Regions from separate parts of the Sus scrofa genome. Here all the other regions are linked to region 2. The links are chromatin contacts, called in public HiChIP or PLAC-seq maps. All regions are on one chromosome and are shown on one strand. Each heading gives the region's core, a stretch centred on a gene start, on an enhancer-like site or on the middle of the called end of the contact. The rest is flanking DNA. Distances are from core to core; before and after follow the strand shown. Region 1 has its middle 54 kb from the start of HECA. Region 2 overlaps ECT2L (epithelial cell-transforming sequence 2 oncogene-like). Region 3 has its middle 6.9 kb from the start of TXLNB.

The links. HiChIP or PLAC-seq counts read pairs in DNA pulled down with a chosen protein or histone mark.
Region 1: a contact with region 2 is called in an H3K27ac HiChIP or PLAC-seq map of alveolar macrophages. The contact joins two enhancer-like sites. A contact is called at or near these places in 1 of 47 Hi-C or Micro-C datasets (liver) and 1 of 2 datasets of contacts at active chromatin or transcription factors (alveolar macrophages).
Region 3: an H3K27ac HiChIP or PLAC-seq map of alveolar macrophages shows a contact between it and region 2. The contact joins two enhancer-like sites. A contact is called at or near these places in 1 of 5 promoter capture datasets (fetal liver) and 1 of 2 datasets of contacts at active chromatin or transcription factors (alveolar macrophages).

The regions. Positions count from the first base shown.
Region 1 is chr1:25,307,741-25,312,324 of Sscrofa11.1, reverse strand. No RefSeq gene overlaps it. Among named protein-coding and RNA genes, the nearest start is that of HECA, 54 kb to the left of the region's middle. Within about 2 kb of position 2,499, at least 2 of the 83 cell types and tissues checked have an H3K27ac peak or open chromatin away from gene starts, as enhancers often do. A contact at or near this core is called in alveolar macrophages, where this site is marked.
Region 2 is chr1:25,619,872-25,624,686 of Sscrofa11.1, reverse strand. All of the region lies in intron 3 of ECT2L (epithelial cell-transforming sequence 2 oncogene-like), which reads left to right. Among named protein-coding and RNA genes, the nearest start is that of ECT2L, 22 kb to the left of the region's middle. Within about 2 kb of position 1,681, at least 10 of the 83 cell types and tissues checked have an H3K27ac peak or open chromatin away from gene starts, as enhancers often do. A contact at or near this core is called in alveolar macrophages, where this site is marked.
Region 3 is chr1:25,219,203-25,224,120 of Sscrofa11.1, reverse strand. No RefSeq gene overlaps it. Among named protein-coding and RNA genes, the nearest start is that of TXLNB, 6.9 kb to the left of the region's middle. Within about 2 kb of position 1,385, at least 6 of the 83 cell types and tissues checked have an H3K27ac peak or open chromatin away from gene starts, as enhancers often do. A contact at or near this core is called in alveolar macrophages, where this site is marked.

The DNA.
Region 1 (4,584 bases), core at 1,250-3,749, 310 kb after region 2:
TTGGAATGAATTAAAAAAAAAAAAGGACTGAGAATACCAATTGCTGGCAAAGATGTGAGGAAACACTCATGTTGCTGATGGGAAACAGTTTGGCACTTTCTTAAAAAGTTAAACATATGCCTGTTCTGTGTTCCAGCCGTTCCACTTCTATGTGCTTGCCTGAAAGAAATGAAAGCCTTTCCACACGAAGACTTGTTTATGAATGCTTATGGCAGCTTTATTTGTAATAGCTCCAAATGTAAACAACACAACTGTCCATCAACAGCAGGAAGGATGAACAAAATGTGGGATATATATATGATAGAATACTACACAGCCATAAAAAGGAACCAACTATTGATACATGCAGTGTGGATGAGCATCAAAATAATTATAATAAAAAGAAAGAAGGTGGGACAGGAGTACATACTATATGATTCCATTTATGTGAAACTTTAGAAAATGCAAATGAACCTAATTAACAGATCAATTGCCTGGGGATGGGTGAAGGAATATTAATTGGGGGAGGAGAAAAAAATGATTACAAAGGGGCATGAGGAAACTTTTTGGGATGACAGATATGTTCATAATCTGGATTATGATGATGGTTTCACATATATGCCAAAATTTACTATACAATTTAAATATGTGTAGTTTATTATGTTAATTATATGTCCATAAAGCTGAAAAATCCCCATCCCATGACTTACATACCATAAACGTTTTATTTACATTTAAATAAGGAATATGCATTAATTGAACAGATTTGGTTCCTTTCTTTTTGTGTGTGATTTCTGCAGTTGTAGGACCATGCTGCCTTTTTTGCAAATTCTCCTTTTGTGATGCATTCTCTATGAGAAACAATACAAGTATACCATCTTGCTAGACTTCAGGGGTTTGTCCCCTAATCTTTCACTGTATTATCTCTTATGTTTAACTCAGCAGTGTTTTGTGTGTATATTTTGTCCTATCATTCCAAAGCATCCTACTTACTGGAATAGTATTTTCTTTATGTAATTATTTGTCATTGGTTTATGTACTAGTTTTATTAAATTACCTAATGGCATTGCCAAGTATAAGGTAAAAACAAGTTTGAGAACAAAAAGGACAAACTTTTGGTAAGCACACAGCTTTGCTGGGGGAAATTGTATGTGCCCTGCCTTACAGAAGCTACAGCCATTAGCATCCATAGTACTGAGGTCATTCATTGCAAAATTTTCTTTGGCTACAACCGTGCATGTGGAAGTTCCCATGCCAGGGATTGAAACCATGGTACAGTTACACCTGTGCCACAGCTGCAGGAGTGCCAGATCCTTAACCCACTTCACCACACAGGAATTTCCCATCAGAGTGAAGTTTTACAAGATGAATTCAGAGTCAGTGCATTTGCTGGATTGGCTTAGGAAAGGCTGTTTTAGGAAGATTCTACTGCTCAAGCTTGCAAATACTGACTTTCCTCAGCTGCAAAAATTAAGTCTCTGCCTGAGGGGAGGGATACTATTAGGGTTTAAGAGAAGAAATGCAAAGTGCTTAGTACAAAAAAGTGTTTTAACACTTACCATGGCATGCAGTAAATGTTCAAAATGTACCTTATGATCACCTATGTTATTTCGGAAATCACTCTTAGACTATTAGGGCAGGAAAGACCTTAGAGATTGACTCAACCCATTTATTTTACAGATGAAAATGGCTCAACAACACACAGCAAGTAGGACTGAAGGTCATGCACATCACCAAGTTGGTAATGCTAAGGATGCTTCCCAGGAGACTTCTTCCTAAGAGGGTCCTGAAAATCTGGAGAGTTCTCTAAAACCAGGGGAGGAATTGCAGACCTTATGTCAGACTCATGAAAGAGCTGCTTTTGAGAGAAGTCTTACTTGTTCAGAGGCTGATGATCTTCAATAGCTCTGTACATTAAAAAAAAAAAAAAAGTTTGCTGAATTCTGCTTTTGAAGTGTCGGTACTCCTTCATACAGCTGAGATCAGTGGGTGTGTGAAGCGAGGTCAAACCTGGCATCAGGCAGTGAGGTAAGAAGTGGGTGAGAAGGTTGTGGGACTAATAAACAGATGAAATCTGATTTAGGAAGTGGGTTGGAAATTTTGTGAAATTCATATTGTTGTTGTTTTCCCACTAGTGGTTAGCTTCAAAATGTGATCTATGGTTTGGGGGGTTGAGAAATGATCCATTTCTTTCTGTTCATGGTGAACACAAACAGTAGCCAGTTTGTGTTATAGTGATTGTATTTTACTTCTGAAGCATGCCCACGAAGGCTGCCATCCATGCTACTGAGCACCACTTGCAAATGATAACACTTGGGATGTGATAGAATCAGACCATGGTCACTCCGTGTTGGCCAGGACAATGCCCTTCAGTGTTGATGTTTGCTTATCCTGGTCCAATCCAGACTGAGGGATCAAGGTTGTGAGATGCACCTCCTGAAAAGCTGCATGATCCTTCACCCCTGATGATCACCAGAACTTGCTCAGCTAGCCAGGGCCAATGCCCCCGTCTCGGAGGCAGGAAGTCTGGGTTGGAATTGCGCCTTACACACTCTGACACATCATTTAACCTTTCAGATCATGCTTTTGTAACAGCAGGAAAACACAAATAGCAACTTTTCCCTCTGAGATTTAATAGCTTCATCATTTTCTAAACTCTTTAATGAGAAACAGACACAAGAGGTTATTAAAGTGAGCACATCAGTGATGATTCCATTTGTTTCTACCTAGAAAAAAAATAGCACATATCCCAGATGCCTGTACTTTTCATGTTAAACAGCTATGACTATCTGAAACTAGCCTTTCACACATCATGTTTGACATGTTAAATGCTAGTCAATTTGCATTTACTGAGCATGTATTACGTGCAGTAGTAGGATCCAGAAGAAGTCCTGATTATTTGTTCAGAGGATGAGCACTTCAACAGCTATGAACATCTTTTTAAAATGGCTGAATTCTACTTTTTGAAGTGGTGGCATTCTGTGAGAGGCGACGAGACTCCTTGGGGTATATACACCTAAAATACTTCATGGTGAAATACTTCAGGCTGAGAATTGCTGTGTTCATCAGTGACCTACCCTTAAACTGAAATGAAATTGTAAATGTAGATCTTTTTTAAACTAATGAATTGAAGTTCTAAAAAAGCACTTATAAGTTTTGTGTTTTTCAATTAAGAAGAATTTTATTAAAATGAAAACATTCTGAAAGGGAAATTTCACTCCTGGCATGTCTCTCATTTATATCTTTGTCAGGTTTATTAATGCATATGTAGCACTTTGTGTGCAGGGAAGCAAGAAATTTTTGAAGAATTGTGTTGGCATCACAATCATTTTCCAGATGTCTTTAATCTGGTGTTGATGTACGTGGGATATTGGCTGTGGTTCTTATTATATATTGGCTGTGGTTCTTATTATTTTGAAGTTGGGGATTTTAACATTAAGCATTTATAAGATGTTCAGTGTAAGAAGTACTAAGGTTTTATTATAGCTTTCAGGGTAAAAACATTACAAAGAAGGTGACAGGCATATTCTATTTCTGTTAGTAAAAACTTCATGATTTCTCTTAAAGCTGATGTGCATATTTGGATTTGAATCAGTTTAAACTTTTAAGAAAATATCTCTAGCAAATGTCTAAGCTATGAAGAAAGTGTATTTAAAATCGCTACATTCTAAAATTCCAAACATGATTTTATCTAAGAAGAATAATGTTTAAGATAGTCAGGTTGAAGTTTTCTCTTTTAGAACTGCCTCTGTTTTACGACTGGAGCGAGTACTTTGGCACTTTTAGTTTTCTTGATTTACATATAATATTAATTAACAAGATACTAATGATGAGTGTAAAGATTTCAAAATTTATAATTAAACCCAAAAGAAAGTAAATCAGAAAGGTCTTGAATGATCTGCCTGTGGAGATGTGCTCATTTTTGAAAGCATAATACAGCCTCTGCAGCTGTTGAGGGGTGCGGGAACTGAGAGGGCAGAGCCAAATGAAAACAGTCTTATAGGATTGCAGTGTCAGCATTTAGGAAGGAGGCTGTTGTCATAAAGTTGCTCAGATGTGGGGAACAGAGAAGATGCTAGACTATTGGGCTCTGGAAAGCATGTGATGGACTTCATGTAGGTACCACTCTAATGATGCTGTCCTCAAGGGCAGTGCCTATGTTTTCAACATTTTGTATTCCTAATACCTAGTACAGAGCCTCACCCATTAGCAAAATGAGCAATTGAATGTACTGGCAGCTCTGCATACCAGAGACATGAAGGAGCTGGTTGTGGGAGAATTCAGAGAGTTTTTCTTTTCACCTTTTATACCATAGTATACATTATCCTATGTTTCCTGGTTTTGTGTTTTTGCAGCCTGCTCCTTTGGGGATTCCTTTCAGAAAATCAAATATCAAAATATTAAAAGGAAATAAATACCCAGGTCATAAGAACTGACTTCTATTCTGAGCCACTGGTAAAAATCACTTCATCTCTCACATGTTTGGAATAAAGGTGATCATGTTTATGATTATTTAAATAGTTAAGATTTAAAAAATTAGAGAATCTCAGAAATAGAAGACACCTTAAAATTCCTCGTTCTCAGCCTGCTTACTGTATAGAAAGG
Region 2 (4,815 bases), core at 432-2,931:
ATGCTATATGCGGTCACGCTTAGTTTTTTACTGTCTGCCTGGTTCACTCCAAGGGGGCTACTTGAGGGCAGGGATTTTTCTGGTAAATTTTTCTGTTCTGAGCACTTACAGCAATACCAGGTACACTGTAGCCATTCGGTAAGTGCCTGCTGATTGTATGAAGATGTATGAAATGCTCCTACTTACAATGATAACTAAAGGATAATCAAAAAAATTCCTTTGGTAGCTCTCTAGGAGGAAGGTACTTTTCCAGATGTTACGAGTTTTAGAATACAGGATATTACTAATACTTGGCTTCATTCAAAACTTTTCATTAATTTAAGACTTCTATAAAGCAATTCCAAAAGGAATTATGCATAGTAATAATACCCAAGGGGTGCCATGTGGCATACCTCCAGGGGGTGCTATTTTGCACTGTCATCTGTGTGACTGGCACCTCTTAAGGTTGTTTCATTCACAACTTCCCAAATGTAGCAGCCCCGGTGATACACTACCAGCCATTTACAGAGGACGTGATGTTCACCTCCAGATCTACCAGGTCGTCTTTTTTTACCCTCTTGTGGGAAGAGGCGAATCCACAGATAATTCATTGGAAAATGGAGACAAGATTTTAAGAGACCATTGTTTCTATTCTGTATTTAAAAATCTCTTTAGGAAATTTCTAGGAGGGTTGATGGCAGAAGAAGAATGGACGTGGCTTCCCGTGAGGCCTAAACAGGCTCGAGCATCTTAGAAACAGGAGGAGGATGCTCTTACACAGTAGGTGCTCAGTGAATGTCTGTCACCTTCCCTCCTGCCATCTCTATATATTCTTTTGATGTCATCATCAGAAGGCTTTCAAGTGCAAATTACAGAAATGGAAACCAAATCAGCCTAAAACAAAAAGCGAATTTATTGACTTAAGATTTGTCCAGCTTTAGGCTGGGCTAGATCCTCAGATTCAAACAATGTTACCAGAGCTTGCCCTCTCTCTCCTTTCTCTCAGCGCTGCTTCCTATATGTGTTGCATCAAGCTAAAAAGGTAAGCGCAAGACCCTTATGAGGAAATTGGAAATTTGTATTAAAGGATAGCAGGGAAAAAAAAAAAAACCCTGGATAAGTAGATGTGCTATGTTTAAAGATGCCAGTTCTCTCCAAGTTAATCTTTAGCATTGAATTATTCAGTTCCAGTACAGATCTCTACATAGGATTTTCTTATGGATTTTGAAAAATGAATACTAAAGCTAATGTGGAAGAGAAAATGGACTACAATGGCTGCGAAAAATTTAAAGAGAAGAGATAGTAAGAGTTGCACCACCAGATATTAAAACCAGTTTCATCCATTTAAGAAATACCCTTGAATAGTATCACAAGGGTAAAGGGAGCAATAACTGAGATAAGTGCTTCATCTGAAGGAAAGAGAAAGGGCAGACGTCAGTAAGGTTGGGTAGATCAGAAGCTTGGGTAGCGGGAGATCCTTCCTCTTCTTGTGTTAGTTCCTGTTTAGTGGCCCAGACACTGACCATCACCCGCCTGCCCACGCCATTCCTTACTTCCTCTTCATCTTCCTGACAAAGTCCTTTTCTCCCCCGGTATCATGTGCTTCAGGGGTGGCTGGTCACCCTGTCCCCCCAAGAGTGAGTCAGAGTTGGCCAGAATCATGGTCATTCCATCAGGTTTAGGAAAGGGCGTGGGGATATGAATTCTGCCCAAGGGAACACAAGAGAGTGGCTGCTAGGGTTTCTAGGAGAGTTTTCATCCTCCTCAAAGGGACTTAAAAAGGAACTTGAGGAAAGTTCTGCCTTATTGCCCATGATCTCTACTCAGAGAGGCAGTCATCTGGGAACCACCCCAGGGGGCAAGCTTGAAGACCAAAGCAACCTACTGAGCAGACAAAGGGGGAAGAGAGAAAATCCTTGGCCTTCGCTGACACTGAGTTCTTAAATTCACTAACCCTGAAGCTGCCCTGGTTTTCCTTATTTAAGAAAAGTGAGGAGTTCCCATCGTGGTGCAGTGGTTAACAAATCCGATTAGGAACCATGAGGTTGCGGGTTCGATCCCTGGCCTTGCTCGGTGGGTTAAGGATCCAGCGTTGCTGTGAGCTGTGGTGTAGGTCGCAGACGCAGCTCGGATGCCGTGTTACTGTGGCTCTGGTGTAGGCCGGTGTCTACAACTCAGATTAGACCCCTAGCCTGGGAACTTCCCTATGCTGCGGGAGTGACCCCAGAAAAGGCAAAAAAGAAAAAGAAAAAAGACAAGGAAGAAAAAGAGGTTTTAAGATGGTCCATAATAGTTTATTTATCTAATTGTCACTTCTCTGGTCATATCAGCTCTCCAGAATCTAGCTGAGAACCAGGTAGATTTGGAAAAACACAAAGCGTTTAGCAGTCAAACTGATGTCTTTACACATAGGAGAGAAACTTTCAGGCCCTCCTACAGAGTCTGAGTATTTAATTAATTCAGGGCTTCAAATAGGGCTATACACTGTCCTAAGGACACCATACATGTATTCAACACTTTGTACTTGACTTTTGCATCAGCATCAGGATCTGCTAGGCTGCCTCTTCTACCAATGAGAAGTCAAGTTCACCAGTGTTAAGAAGGGTGAGCCCATCAGAGACACTTGAAGTTTGTAAAAACACAAACCATGAATCTCACCCAAGACATTTTGGCTCAACACACCATGGGGAATGTGAGAAGCTGTTTTTACTAAGTTCCCAAGGTGATTTGGTACACAGCCAAGGGCAAGGAACAAGTCCTAGGTGACCCAAAAGCCCCAAGGCTTTTTCCACCACTCATCTACTCCTTCTTAGAGACAGGAACACAGACCATAAGAGTGTCCTGTGCCTTCTACTCTCTCTCTCTCTTTTTTTCCTTTTTAGTGCCACACCTGCAACATATGGAAGCTTCCAGGATAGGGGTCAAATCAGAGCTGCAGCTTCTGGCCTGCACCACAGCCACAGCAATGCCAGATCCAAACCACATCTGCAGCCTGTACCACAGCTGGCAGTAACACCGGATCCTTAGCCACTGAGTGGGGCCATGGATTGAACCCACATCCTCATACTAGGTGGGTTCTTAACCCACGGAGCCACAACAGGAAGTCCCTTCTATTCTCAATTAACAAAACAAAGTTGTTTGTTCAGGTGCTACAGGTTTTTCATCTTTCACTTGTGATACTTCTTAATGGTTTTAGAATGTGTCATTGTAGGTAACCTGAAACTTGACACAAATAATAAAGGAAATATTTTATTCTCATATAATCTGGAAAAATCCAGAGCAGCTGAAGCTCCATCCAGAGGTCCAATAGTAAAACCAACTTGTTTCTTTCCTCCCCTTGGCTTCACCTTCAGCCAACATGGCTTCATTATTATGGTTCCTCACTTGTGTCCAGGAGGAAAAAATGTTGTTGGTTTCACTCTCATTGGACTAGTTTGGGTCCATGCCCACTTCTGCCAATTGCTGTGACCATGGGATTGATCCATGGATATTGAATTAACCTTGATCATGTGCTTTTTGGAGTCAGGGATGGAGTCAGCTCCCATAGAACCACATGGACTGCCAAATAGGAACTGATTTTATTTCACCCAAAGAAGGGGAAATCAAGGATGAATACCAAAAGCTAAAGTCTATTTACCCAACATTCAACAAATACTTACTGAGCATCTACTGTGTGCCATGCATAGTTCTGGGTGCATAGGATTGAACACTAAACAGAGTATAAAAGACCCCTGCCCTCTGAAGTTCCTATTTTAGTAGACTAAAACTTGTCTTAAAATGGGAAATGGGGTATGTCCATGCATCTCACTGGATATTTGACAGTAAAACATAGCACCACCATAAATATCTGGGGGTGTATCGCATGTCACAGACGAACGAGCAGTGTGGTAGATTGAATGATGGCCTGCAAATATGCCCACGTTCTAACCCTGGAACCCAGGAATGTTATCTCGTATGGTAAAGGGACTTTGCAGATGTGATCAAGGATTTGTCATGGATTATCCTGCATCACTGGGACTCGAGATAATTGCAGTGGTCCTTTTAAGGGATGCAGGAGACATCAGAGTCGGAAGAGAAGATGAAGTGACAGTGGGGGAGATGGTGAGATTTGAAGATCCTATGCTTCTGCCTTTGAAGATATAGGGGACATGAACCAAGGAATTCAGACAGCCACTAGAACCTGAAAAAGGCAAGGGAACAAATTCTCCTTTCAGAGCTTCCAGAACAAAAGAGCCCTGCCAACACCTTGACTGTAGCCCAGTGAAACTGATTTCAGACTTGTGATCTCCAGAACTCAGAGCATGCATTTGTACTGCTTTAAGCCACGAAATTGGTGGTAATTTGTTATAATGAACAGGAAAAATTTATTATGTTCTATTCTTTTTTCCAACTTTTTTTTCATTATTTATTCTAATTTACACTTATCTATTTACCCTCTGCTAAGTTACAAGCACCACACCAGGGTGCTGGGAACAGAGCAGCAAACAAGACAGCCACCATGCCTTTTTCTTATGGGGCTTACAGTCCAGTGAAAGGGAAAGATTTTAAAATGGTAAGGAAATCCAAAAAAGGATTAGGTTTGAGGGTCGGCAAGAATGGAAACACAAAAATAGTGCTTAGGTTATACTACAGTGCACATCAAGGTAAGGACACAGGTGGTGGCAGAGGATATGAGATGGCGCTAGGTAGGTAAGGCTCAGTGAGTGACAGCAGCCTCCTACAAGGAAGTGTTTTGGGGGCAGGTATGGTCAGCCTGCTGGGAAGGTGAGGGACTCTGGCAGTACCCCAGAAAGATCACCCTACAATCCCACTAATGTCACCTTATATGGTTAACTC
Region 3 (4,918 bases), core at 136-2,635, 400 kb after region 2:
TACAATTAAAATGAATACAACACACTAACTAGTGGCTCCAAAGAATCTACCTATAACCTGCTAAAGGCCCAGAGAGCTAGAGTAGGTAACTAAAAAGACAAATTAATAAATTTGTCTTTAATATATTTATAATTTATTTAATAAATTTGTCTTTAATAATTAAAAACAAATTAATAAAGCTCAGTGCTTTATTTTATTTTACTTTTTTAGGCCGCACCTGTGGCATATGGAGGTTCCCAGGCTAGGGGTCTAATTGGAGCTGTAGCCACTGGCCTACACCACAGCCACAGCAACTCAGGATCTGAGACTCATCTGCGACCTACACCACAGCTCACGGCAATGCTGGATCCTTAACCTACTGAGCAAGGCCAGGGATCGAACCTGCGTCCTCATGGATCCTAGTCAGATTCCTTTCCACTGAGCCACAATAGGAACTCTGTCAGTGCCTTATTTTAAAATCAACCTTTGAGCTGCTATATGTAAATATTACAAGAAAATAGGTAAGTCAAATGATGCTAAAAAGCTTATCACAAGAAACAGTATTCCTTTGTTCTCCTACTACCCCTTCCTCTGACTTTGTTGTGCTCCCCATTTTCCCCAGGTAAAAACAAACAAAGGGAGTTCCCGTCGTGGCACAGGGGCTAATGAATCCGACTAGGAACCATGAGGTTGCGGGTTCGGTCCCTGCCCTTGCTCAGTGGGTTAACGATCCGGCGTTGCTGTGAGCTGTGTGTAGATTGCAGACGTGGCTCGGAGCCCGCGTTGCTGTGGCTCTGGCGTAGGCCGGTGGCTACAGCTCCGATTCGACCCCTAGCCTGGGAACCTCCATATGCCGCGGGAGCGGCCCAAGAAATGGCAAAAAGACAAAAACAAAACGAAACAAACAAACAAACACCCCAAATTATTGCAGACGTTGTTTCTGTGATTTATTTTCTCATTGGTGAATAAGATGTCAATAGTGCTTTCTGTCAGCTTGTCGATTTTTGACATTACCTATTTTCCCTCATAATGACAGATGAAGATTTAAATTACTTATACTCCTTTTCCTTTCCTTATTTCTCAAGAAAATTACATCTCAATTTTTAATTCCTATTCTGTCTTTTCAGTTTTGAAATAAAGTTCACTGCTAAGTCGGGTAGAACACTATAATTACAGTTTCCATTCTTTTACAACTGGAGTTAATGGTTAACTTTTCTTTTTACTTAGTATTGAGAACACTGTCTTCCCAACCTGTGTAAGAAACTCTGTAAAATACCTCTTTATGCAGTTTCCCCCAAGATCGAATCCGTCAGAATACATTCTGGTATTTCCTTGGAGCTATCATTTCTGCATATAGATACCCTCAGAACCTTGACTTCCTGCTCTGGTCTGTTTGGTGGCTTTCTTGGTCTGTTGCCCGGCTGTGGTCCTAGCACTTCCCCAGCTGTCATCCTGGGAATTCCCTTTACCTCTCTCTTGTTTCCTGATTTCCATTCTTCCTCTTTCTTGGTTTACTTCCTTGTTTAGTGAAACATGTTTTCTGTTGGCTTCCTGAGAAAACATGTATGAGAGACTTTGTATGTCTCAAATGCCTTTATGTTACCCTTGTACTTACTTAATTGATAGTTTGGCTAGATGTAAACCTTTTTACAAAATTTAAAAAAATTATTTTGATGAAACTTTTTACATCTGTATCAAAGTTTTTAAGGCGTTATTCCCTTGTCTTTTGGTTTTCTTTTTTTTTTTTTCCTTAAAATTTTATTCCTAGTCCTTTGTATGACCAATTTCTTTTTTTCCTCTTTGGAACCTTTCAGAATCTTCTCTTTATCTTTACTTTTCTGAAGTTTCCCAATAAAACTTGATGTAGGCTTTTTTTCATTTATTGTGTTGGGTGCTTAACAGCTTTTTAAATCTGGAGACTCATGTTTTTAACCTCCTTCCTATTTTATAATTTGTTTCTCACCTTCTCCTCCTCTGGGCCTCATATTCCTGAGTCTGGAACATTTTTGGTTAAGTTTCTCCAGGAAACAATTCTCGGGTATCTTGAAAAGGTGGAGAAAGGTTACTGGACTTTGTGGAGTTGGGGACTCTAGGGTTTGATTGTTCTCCTAAGTAAAAAACCAAATATAAAACCCAACCAAAAAAAAAAAAAAAACTAGCCGTGAAATAATCCTACTATAGGCCCCTGCCTTACTACTACTTCTGATAGTATTACCACTTGCTGAATATTAACTTTAAATTCTTTAGTCTTTTGAGAATTTACCAGCCAAATTATCTTGCTTTTCACTTTCTCACTACCTTTCCTGTGGACACAGAGTCCCATTTCTGTCAAGCACACTTTTTCTGTTGGATCATTTACTGTTAAGTCTCGTGTTCTAGTCCTCATTCACTATGGTTTGGACTTTATGGATTCAATTCTTATGGTTTCATTGATGTTAGAGTTTCTATTTATGTTTCTTATTCTTGTTTGATAGTGAATTTTAAAGGAGAAAACATTCATTAAAAAATCTTTAAAATGTAATCTTGGATTCAGGAAGATTTGTTTAACCATTTTAATGGTCCAGCAATGAAATGAACTATCTTCCAAAATAAGAAGCTTCAGTTTTGTAAATACCCAATACAGCCTAGTTGTTCTTTCTTTTAATGACACTGAGAAAGAAATTTCTGCATGGTGGGGGCAGAGGGGGAGGATTAGATTAAATGCCTCACTGAAGAGCTCTTTCAAATATAAGAATTTATGAATTATATTATTTTTCTACCATAGGCTTAGGGAAAGCAGAAATCATACAATAATTAAGGTTATAAGCCTGAAAATCAGGCAGCTTCCATATGAATTCCAGTTCTGACTTTTACTTAGGCTTTATTTTAATTTCTTCAGCTTCAATTGCCTACTCTGCAAAATGGGACTACCTATTTTATATGATCGATTTGAGACTAACACAGTAAATATGATCTATATAATGACACTAATCTTAACTAATTCCAATAATGATATGTTAAAGTCAAGCCTATGAAATGGGAATTAATATTTTCTACACTAATAACATTTTGAAATTATTACTATTTAGAACCAAGTTTAAATGTGAGAATCTGTTGTATGATCTCTTGGTCATGGTATGTATACACTTGACCTGGGTTAGATTTGGCTTGGGGTAAGGAGCACGTCTTTGTACACTCTGTTCTTACTCAGCAGGCATCAGCTTTGTGTTTTTAGAATAGGGGAAAGTGTGGGCTTGTGGTCAAGCAAAGATTATTTTCAATTAGTCTAAATGCAAAAACCATGTAGCGAGTTACAACATTTGATTCAGGTGGTGCTACCTCTTTATTTTGTATGAGTTGTGTATAGTTGGTCTCTAGAAGTGAAATGTGTGACTCACATGCTATGAAAAGAAATTAGTTTTATTACTTTTAAGCAAGAATTAATTAAACAAGGGTTGTCTCTAGTAAAGGGCAATGTGAACTAGCTTTCATGACTAAAATGAATCATTTGAAATTTGCATAAATATTGGGTGCTACACTTGGAAAGAAGAGCTCCTTTTCTTAAGCGGCCTCATTTAATTACACTTAAATATTTTTTCATGATAACAATGTAATCATGAATTTCTTCTTATAACCAGTGCAGATAAATTTTAGGGCAAGCTCCTCTGCACAGGTTTTCTGATTAATCTCAAAAAGATTTTTCTGCATGCATTCTACAAGGGAGATTTGGCTCATATCAATATTTTGCTCAAGGTCAGAATGAAGTCTGTCATATTACAGTAATATTAGATTCATCTTTGAAAAATCCCTCCCTACTGCATTGCTGAGTGTTATAGAGATCCAGGAGCATTGCCTTGTTCACACAGAATGTGTCCACTGAGAGTAGAGCTGAATTTTAATGGCTACCAAAGGCAGCAGTGATGCCATTCCCCTGGAACAGGCATCACTGTTCTAACCTGCCAGCAAGGGGGCTGGAAGGCCTGTGGCGGCAGCACGGAGATGTTTCTTTCCTTGGTCCTGTCTTAACATAAGTCACCAGCAGTTTGCTGGCAGAGTTCTGGGTTACTGTTTTGTAGTGGTCTGCTTGTTGCTGAAGAACAGCAGGAAAATCTGGCTGGCATTTGAATACTCTCACATAACCCTGGGGGCAGAATTCCCAATCCCCAGGATCACAGTTACTTTGTGGTGACCCACTTCCTCTGGCTCATGTTTCCCACAGGAGACTTGGGAAATGTATCTTTTTGGAAGACCTGTGGTCACAAGATACCAAAATTAATGACAACAAGAAGGCAATCATGCAAATTGACTGGAATGTCAGTTGCAGATAGTCCCACCTTTGAGGTTGCCAAGCCACCCTCTGTTCATTCTTCTCATTCCTCCTCCTTCTGGGGTTTGAAGGCTTTCATGGCATCTTCAGAATCTTGGTGAGAGAAAGATTCCACAGATTATCTTCCCTCTTCCCTTGGACTCAGAGGTGCTGTCCAGAGCCACCCTAACCTATCCTCAGGTAGATGACATTCGATAAAAAAAAAAATCAATCCTTCCTAATAAGAGAGCAATTTAACTTCTTGCCAATAGTTAAATAAAGGAATCAAGTCTCCAGAAATGATAGATTCGTGGTGTTTTACCACACAAGCATTGTGCCTTCTTTCAAATAGCCTTTGTGAGCTTTGGTAACTAACAGTATTTATCAGTTCTTTGATTCTCTTACGGTCATGAGTTCTTTGCACTACCCGAGTGTCATGAGACCCATTTTCCATGCTGATCCCAAAGCAGTTCTCAGAGAGGTCTAAGGTTGAAATTATGTTGAAAAGGTAAGCCTGTCATTTTGATATGTTAAAAAAAACAGGGGCATGGTGGTCACCTAGTTATGATCTAGTGAGTACTCTTTTCCTTCCTTCTTACGGTGCAGTTCTTATCAAAGAGTATGGACCTATTTTAAAATTCTAAGTGTGTGATC